Linked DNA regions of Xenopus tropicalis: region 2 is linked to region 1. The links are chromatin contacts, called in public Hi-C maps. All regions are on one chromosome and are shown on one strand. The core of a region is the stretch at or near the end of the contact, and the rest is flanking DNA. Distances in the headings are between cores, read along the strand shown.

Region 1 (4,553 bases), core at 1,788-4,287:
ATAAGTGCTTTGGCTGCCATCCTCCTGATGCCTGCTGAAGGGTGACTTAACTTTCCTTTTAGGATGCCCACAGCTCCTGCACTGAGTGCCTGCAGAACATCAGTTTGAAGCATGAAGTGCAGGGTTTCCAGGATTATCATCTGAATATCTTCCAGCTCACATTCTAATTTTTGTACCAACTGCACAACAAGATTTGCTTTCACCAGGGCAGCAGCTCCTGCAATGGAAAGAGGTTATACATGTATGAATACAGGCATACAGTAGCAAAACAAACAGCACCCATATACCTTGAGTTTACATAAAGGCAAAAGCTAAAAGAATGCAAGACAACTACTTAAAATTGGGTATATTTTTCCATCAACCCAGCAGCACAACAAGAGAGTTTAGGGATGCACCAAATCCACTATTTTCGGATTTAGCCGAACCCTGGATCCTTCGTAAAGGATTTGGCTGGATACCAAACCTGAATCCACATATGTAAATTAGAATATGGAAAGGTTAAAGAGCACCGCACGCGCAGTTCAAAAAATTTCAACTTCTGTGTTTATGTGACCAAAAGTCATGTGATTTTAAGGATTTGGATTTGGTTCAGCCAGGAGCATGGATTTGTCCGAATCTGAAAACTGCTGAAAAAGGCTGAATCTTGGCCGAATCCTGGATTCGGTGAATCCCTACTTCATACAGTCTTGAATGTGTGCTAATCTGTACATTTTCAATAGAATATAATTAAGCAGTTAATTAAGTTTAATAGGTTCACCTTCCTGAATTTAAAGGAGTTGCTGTGTATCCTGCTGGACATAATAAACAAAAGGGGTTCTCCTTGGGTTAAATTTCATCTGTGATCCAGCTTTGTATTATTCTGTAGTTTCAACTTTCAAACATTCTTCCACTTCCATTGTTTTCTAATAATTCACCAGAAAGCTTTTTTAACTGCTTTTTTAATACTGACGTATAAAGTTTTATTTTTCACCTTCTCATCTCCTGAAGCTCCTCTGGGAGGGGCATCACCAACAACGGCTCTAATTTGCTACATTAGCTGATATATTTCTTATATTAACAGTAGTTCTTCCCCTCCTGCCATTCTAGGTGTTTGTCCCAGTTCCAGATGCTGGTCGTGGATGTAGTGTCCAGTTGTTGCAGCTTTTCATTTTGGTAAATAAAAGGCTTATTCCTGTTCTTTGTGCTGTGTATGAAGGTGTTATGGCCATTTGTTTTTAGGATACATTCATGTTTATGAGGGTTACTAGGTCTGAGGTGGTGCCTAATTTACAGATATATGTAGAAGTCTTGTTTCAGTAGGTTATATTCTTGGGATAGTTTATCATACGGCATCCCTGTCTTATGCAGTAATTATGTAATTCATGTTAGGGTCTTGGTATGCCAGCTGCTGAGATTAAGATCTTGGATAGTGGTTTCTGGTATTTTCAGGGGGCTTGTATGCAGGGCTGTATTTATATATAGGCACCCGAGGGCCTGTGCCTAAGGCAGCAGTTTTTTTGGGGCAGCCAAGGTTTTTCCTTGAAAAAAAAAATCCCCCGGCCTCCACTGCAGAGTTCCTAAGGAAACCTGTTGATAGAGTTAGGAGGGTGAGGGGTTGATGCCGCGGCATGCTGCAGCATGTCACGTCACTCCTACAGAAGTGACGGCACATGCCCCCGGAAGTGATATCATGCACATTTCCACAACACAGGGGGCGCATTTTGTTCTGGTGCCCAGGGTGGCTGTTAGGAGAGAACAGCACCAGTCCAGGGTACCTGCAGCGCTTCCTCCTTCCATCTTCGCTCGTGCACGCATGCGCAGTAGAGTGAAAAGCCGAACTTAAACTATAAAGTCGCATGTGCCGGTCCCAGGAATTTGCCGGCAGAACAAAGCAGGAAGGAGGAAGCGCTCGCTACAGCTACCCTGGGCTGGTGCTGTTTTCTCCTAACAGGGGCACCAGCCCGGGGTACAAGGTAGGCGATTTAAGTCACTTGGGGGTGCCTAACATTTTGGTACCCTCAAGTGACTTAGCCTTTCCTTGTCCTTTAAAGGAAAATTCATATATTCTGTACTATTGCCCTGTACCAGTAAGGGTGAAGATTTAGCAGAGGCAATTTTCAGTATTGCCTATGGCAGGCTATTTTCTTGCATTTAGTAGCCATGAAAAAGTAGCTGCTACTAGTTGCTCTGTGTCTCTGAACTCTTGCCGTTACAGGGCAATAGTACATAAAATATGAATTTTCCTTTAAAGAAGGAACAATAGTACTCTTGGAAAAAGATAGTTGTGTTTGCGTTAAGAAGCTATGCCAGTAGTTATTAAAACTGTAAATAGGAGGAAAGGGCTACAAAACAGATAACATATAAGCAGTGTACATTCCCATTGTATTCTATAGAGCTCATCTTTTATCTGCTATGTAACTTGTGCCTTTTCTCCTTTTTCCAGCTGGAATGGCTGCCTACATAGAAGCTTTGTTCATATAAACTATAGTCGTTTTTTTGAAGTAAACACACAACTTTTTATTGATTTTTTGGTGTTACTTTCCTTTAATGCAATCGAATTCAATAGCACCTTTTCAATGTGAGATTAATTTTTAAAGAGATACTGAAACCAGAAATTAAAACTTTTTTACATCTATCAAAACATTGTCTTTTCATGCTATTTATAATTTTGCCTTAAACTTATTTGCCCAATGCTTTTACATTACCTATCTGATCCCCATTGATCCTCTATGAGGGGGCTGCCATATTTGTGGCAACGGGGTACTTTGTAGTAGCCGTTAGCATTAGAAGCTATAACTTCCCACCACACATGATTTACACATCTCCAATGATTTTTAAATATAATTGCTATTGAAAGTAGTATCTGCCTGTTTGTATCTTTTGCACTCTGAGACCTGACTTGTTTCTCCTGCTTAATGTATGGTCAATAAGACCCAAGTAAGAACAAACTGACAAGCACTCCCTGGTCTCTTTTTATCAGTAGCAGCCTGGTGCCTAGGCTGGGGAACACATTCCCTTGTATTATGCAAACAAAGCAACCAGTGCAACAGAGAGCCTGGAACCTGTTGTGTTGGTTGTTTTGTTTGTGCAATATGACCCAAGTTGCATAATATGGGCTTTCTCCTGCCTGGATGCTAATCTCATGTCTACCATTGGGGGGGTTGGGGCATGTTTAGCAGTGCAAACGATTCCTAAAATTGTTTTGAACTCTACAATGTTACAATTATTTCCAGGCTTCTTGAAAGCTGCTATTTGAAAGGGTAAGGGGTCTTGGGTTTTAGAAATCCTTGCCTCTCATTGTATTTAATGTATTTGGGGCTAAAGTTCTCACTACTTCCTACTGTATTTAATGTATTTGTGGTGCCACTACCCAATGTCTCTCAACTTATTTAATATTTTTGGGTATCACTACTTTTGCCCCTTACTGTATAATGTTTTTAGAATCTGGAGTTATTGTTTATAGAAGTCAATGTAACATTATTTACAAGTGCATAATGTGTTTATAAATCTATATCTCCTTTACTGTACAAGCTATGGCAAATGGCACATGGGACAGTTTTGTGAGAGTTTTATCAGAGCACAAGTTATATGGCTGTGGCCATCTGGAATAGTTAGGAAACAGCTTTTATCTCAAATTTAAAGCTAAGAACCCACGGAGCAGTTCAGTCACCAGCAATAGATCTCTGCTATCGTGGGTGACTAAATGCTCAGAAATGGCTTTCACCGGTAAGAATAGGAGTCGCCGGTGGAAAACCCCTTGCATCGCTTTGGTATTCCAAAGTCGCACAAAGTTTCTCCTGCAGGCGACTAACCTCTTAAGTGGTTAATCGCCTGTGATAGCAGAGATCTATCGCGGCAAACAACCGCTCTGTGGGTTCACATCCTTAAAATTAAATATCAAAAAATCTGTTTGCTTTTTTTTTAAAAAATCAACTTCAGTGCAGAATTCTGCTGGAGAAGCTCTATTAACTGATGCATTTAAAAAAAACATGTTTTCCTGCAATAGTATTCCTTTAAAAAAATAAATATTAAGAATGATATTTTCTGATTTTGGCAGGTTGTTCAGGTTAGTCAGATAATGTTTGGGTTCTGCAGTTGTGAAACCATGATAAACTCCACTGCTACTTTGGCTACTTTGTGTTTAGGGTCATTGTCCAGCTGACATGGGTACTTTTGGCCAAATGTCAGAATTGTAGCAAAGCGAAACCGGTTCTTTTTTTAGTATTTCCCTTTATCATCATTCATTCTTTATTTTAGGGTGATGGCACAAAAGGGGATTAGTTGTCTGCGATAAATCTGCTCTATCATGGACATGAAATGCTTTCCAACTGGCATTAATGTAAATCGCTGGTGGGAAAACATACACACCGCCATAGGCGGAGGGTGACTTTTTTGTGTGGGGAGGCTAAAGATGGGCCACACAGAAACTGACCTACAGCTAATGTGAGACTTAGTGGATTCGCTGCTGGTGTAAAAAATGAACCTCCTAACTACCTCTTGTAGCCGGTATCGGAACAAAATGCTAAACCCCCAGTGAGGAAAGCAGTGCTATAGCATAATGGAACCACCACTAT
Region 2 (4,599 bases), core at 100-2,599, 97 kb after region 1:
AGCGCTGCGTACATAAGTAGCGCTTTATAAATAAAGATATACATACATAAAGATATACATACATTAAAAATGTTGATTTGCCTGCACTACATTAATAGTTAATAATGTGATTTACCCTTTTATCATAGTGCTCCGTTGATCAAATACTCTCTCTGTTCTGATACTTTGAATTCTACAGCATTACCATAAAGGTGGCCATACACGGGCCGACTATAGCTGCCGATATCGGTCCCTTGGACCGATTCGGCAGCTAATCGGCCCGTGTATGGGGAGAGCAGAGCGGCCTGGCCGACCGATATCTGGCCTGAAATTGGCCAGATCTCGATCGGCCAGGTTAGAAAATCTGGTCGGATCGGGGACCGCATCGGCTCGTTGATGCGGTCCCCGATCCGACTGCCCCATTGCCGCCCACATAATCCGATCGTCTGGCCCCAGGGCCAAACGATCGGATTATTATTTTTTTTACCTAAATGGTCCCCGATATCGCCCACCCGTAGGTGGGGATATCGGGGGAAGATCCGCTCACTTGGCGACATCGCCAAGCGAGCGGATCTGCTCGTGTATGGCCACCTTTAGCGGTGAACCAGATCAGCTGGTGACTGGCGAATCTCTGCAGAAATACGCTTTAAATATTTTGCATGGAGATTCACCTGTTGACACTTTAAATGCACAGTATGTGATGACTCTGTCCGCGCTCTTACTAAATTTATTTACAATTATTTATAGTGTTTAATTTAGGGAAAGAAGAAAAAAACTTTACCCCACCCAAACACCCAACTTTAAATGCATCAGACAATCCCCTTTTCCTTAATAATTCTCTGCCAGAGGGCAGCGGAATTCAAACCACCAGTGCCATTGGGGCTTATACCCACAAGTGGGAGATGCATTTTCACCAATTTTTGAACGCAGTGTAAAGCCATAAAAAAACTGTGCAATGAAATTGCAAATACGTTGTTTGTGTGAACACTAAATACCAGCTTTAAGGCCACAATGGGTTCTAAAAGTGGAAGAAATGAAGCCATTTCCCAGTCATTTTCTGTTGAATAGGAACCCTTTACTTTCTTGCTCCGCAGATGGTCACTGATTATACGAGATAGAAAGACAAGTAATTTCACGTGTGGGAATGCTACATGTAATATTGTAAACAAGTGTGTTGGGATACCTGCGTTTAACAGACGGATGTTGCGCTGATAAATATGTTGTATTCAACTCAATATCAAATACCAAATCCACCCCACACCGGTCAGAGCAGATGCTTCGGTGTAAGATCAGCGCGTTTGGTCCTCTCCAAATCAACTTGGTCGCGCCGCTTTGGCGTTCTCCGGTCACTAGGCAACGGCCTTGCGTACTGCGTAGCTGCTCTTTTCTAATTGCCTCAGGTGACGTCCTCCCACGTGACGCGAGGCGTCATCATCACGTGGTATGGATATTTCAACTTCGAGCGAGAGTTGGGCTCTTTGCCATGTAGATTCAATTGCAGCTCGCTGCTTTCTGTAAGCGCTGCGATCCCACATGCAGTGAACTACAGAGCAAAGCAGTTAAATATCTGCAGGTCTCAGTTTTCTCAAATGTGTTGCTCTAAATATTTTTGTGGTGACTTGTTGTTTGATGAGTTGTTTTGAGGTAGGGCCACAGTTCAATGTTATGATTCTGTGTGAGCACCATTTTGAGGGTAGATTGGGTAAGGGCTTGTGGGCTCCCTGGGTGTGTCTATGGCCTTTTGGCGGAGTTGGGGTGCATGACTGATGGGTGGGTTAGGGTAGTGTGCACTGCACTGTATATGTCTATGGGTGGAGGGAGTAAGGGCAGTCTGTGTGGAACCCATACACCTTTATGATCACAAAGTAATTTAGGTTAGATTTTAGGGCCCTGTGTGTGTTTGTGGAGGTCCTGTATGTGATGACCCTATATGACTGCAGTGGGGCAGCTGTTGCACAGTGTGTAGGGCAGGGGTTGGGAACCTTTTTGGCTGAGAGAGCCATAAACACCACATATTTTAAAATGTAATTCCGTGAGAGCCATACAATATGTTTGGCCGCGGATGCTGGGGCAAGGTAGGGTGGGTCCCAAGGATGCCGGATGCGATGCGAAGGAGGGCGTGGCCTGCACTCGGTGGATAGAAGACGTGTTCTAAGGCTTAGAACACGTCTTCTATCCACCAAGCGCAGGCCACGCCCCCCGTTATTTTTTTTATTAAAGATTTGGAAGCGAGCCAGATGCAGCCATCAAAAGAGCCACATCTGGCTCCCGAGCCATAGGTTCCCTACCCCTGGTGTAGGGCCTCCAGGTATGTGTATCACATTGTGGTGGGTTGGAGCAGAATTCTGGGTCTCTGGGGGTGGCAGTATGTAGGGCCCTGAGTAATGAATGTAGCAGAGAAGACAATACTACGATGGGGGGCAGATTTATCAAAACGTGAGTTTAGAGCTTGGTACATAAAAACTCACCCGTGTTCTATTCATTCCTATGGGATTTTGAGAAGTGTATTTATTAAATGGTGAACTCTAACTTTCACTGATAAATACACTTCTAAAAATCACATAGGAATGAATAGAACATGGGTGAGTTTTTATGTATTAAGCTCTAAACTCGCATTTTGATAAATCTGCCCCTAGGTGTCTGCATACATGTCACATAGATGTGCATAGAGGTTTGGCCTGTCGGAAATATATGCACATGTTTCAGTGCGTTATGGGTCAGTACAGTGAAGGCATTATGTACAGAATCTGGGGTTAACCAATCGGAACAGCCAAGTGCAAATGTAGCACAGAACCATAACATACCTTTAAAATGTTAGTTATAACTCCCCTTGGCTAAGTAAGTGTATGAGTGTGGCAGTGTATTGCTGCAAAATTTCCTGGGACACACCATGGTTATTTGTTTATGGAACTGTCTTTTGGTATTTAAAACTGATTAGATTACATGCATAAAGGACAAGGTAAGAAAATAATTTCCTGACATGCTTTGACTCTATATATGTATAATCAATGATATATGTCTATGTTTTACTTTTGTTAGGATTGCTAATACCACGTGCCAATAACTATAATTGATACACTTCTAACCTTTCTAAGCTGAAATAGACTAAATTCAGTTATGAAAACCTTTTCTCTCTCTTATGAGCAAAAGTGGAGAAAAACTTTCTATTCATTCCTACGGGATTTTTAGTAGTGCATTTATTAGGGAAGTTTTGAGTAATTTTTTTTTTTTTTCTTTATGTGGTGACCTCTAATTTTACACTTTGATAAAGCTGCCCTTTAATCTCCTCAATGGAGTGCAGGCTGCTTTTTTTAGCTGCCCTTTTCAATCTAGCACTCCTAGTGGCACATTTACTAATCCACAAATGTCCGAAAAGTGTCCGAATGCGTTTTTTTCGTAATGATCGGTATTTTGCGATTTTTTTCGTAAATTGTCGCAACTTTTTCGTAGCCGTTACAACTTTTTCGTAAATTATTGCGACTTTTTCGTAGCGTTACGACTTGCGTGAATTGTTGCAACTTTTTCATAGTCGCCGCGCCGAGTACGAAAGTTTCGGATTCATTCAAGCTTCAGTATCGTGACTTTCCTTGGGCCAGGTTGGAGCTGCAGAGTGCCATTGAGTCCTATGGGAGGCTTCCAAAATCATGCAAAGTCTGAACGTTTTGCCCGCCGTTTACGAGCGCTCAATACGAAAAAGTCGCGACAATATACGAGCAAATCGTAACAGTTACGAAAAAGTCGCGACAATATACGAGCAAATAGTAACAGTTACGAAAAAGTTGCGACAATATACGAGCAAATCGTAACAGTTACGAAAAAGTCGCGACAATTCGCACAAGTCGTAATGGCTACGAAAAAGTCGCGACAATTTACGAAAAAGTCGTAAAGGCGACGAAAAAATCGCAAAAATACGAAAACGTTGCAAAATGTTAGTTTCCAATCCGAATTTTTCCCATTCGGATTCGTGGATTAGTAAATCAGCCCCTTAGAGTGCTCAATTACAGCATCTACTGTCTAACCTTGTTCATGGGGTTCCTTGCCAAACTATACTAAGGATCCTCCTTCCCTTAGGCTAAAAACATACTTTGGCCCAAATGTGAGATGTGGACACCAGGTCAGACTGCTATGGGTATTTTCCCTCAACGTTCTTAAAGGGGCCCATGTAGCAATCACAAATGCACTGGGGACATGTAATCCCCAACTCCTAATCCTAATTTATAAATTGCAATCTTGGTGTTGCTGGTCACAGTGTGAACAGCACTGTACTTTCCTATAATGTACAGTACCACAAAGAAGCAAAATATTTTTCACAAAGGGTTGTAGGCGTGTGGCAAGGGCTTGCCAAACAATTAAGTTGGAAAATGCAATCAGCCAGGCATTATGCATCCATGTAAATGTTAGGTTTTTGTAGGGCACCACAACATGGCATGTGGACGTGGCAATAAAACATCTCAGGCTGGTCTATAAACCCATTAGTCTGAGAACCTGTAAATGCTGGGCTGAAATCTGCTAAACTGCTACAAATAATGGAAAAGCTTTCAGGCTTCTGTTATAAATATACCCTTTGTAAGTTGTTCATTTGAGATATTTAGTGATGTGCCCTTTAAAATGCAGTTTTGA

Evidence for each region. Hi-C and Micro-C count contacts between places; a contact is called where the count stands out from the background.
Region 2: a Hi-C map of neurula embryo shows a contact between it and region 1, with 4 times the contacts expected there. The contact joins the promoter of rsph14 here to the enhancer-like site in region 1. A contact is called at or near these places in 5 of 5 Hi-C or Micro-C datasets (brain, gastrula embryo, liver and 2 more).

The regions. Positions count from the first base shown.
Region 1 is chr1:152,324,389-152,328,941 of UCB_Xtro_10.0, forward strand. rsph14 (radial spoke head 14 homolog) reads right to left here. Exons shown (of 7, transcript XM_002931916.5): 5 at 1-217. Among named protein-coding and RNA genes, the nearest start is that of slc5a1.1, 25 kb to the left of the region's middle. Within about 2 kb of position 3,038, at least 2 of the 11 cell types and tissues checked have an H3K27ac peak or open chromatin away from gene starts, as enhancers often do. A contact at or near this core is called in neurula embryo, where this site is marked.
Region 2 is chr1:152,422,956-152,427,554 of UCB_Xtro_10.0, forward strand. rsph14 (radial spoke head 14 homolog) reads right to left here and starts at 1,350. Exons shown (of 7, transcript XM_002931916.5): 1 at 1,163-1,350.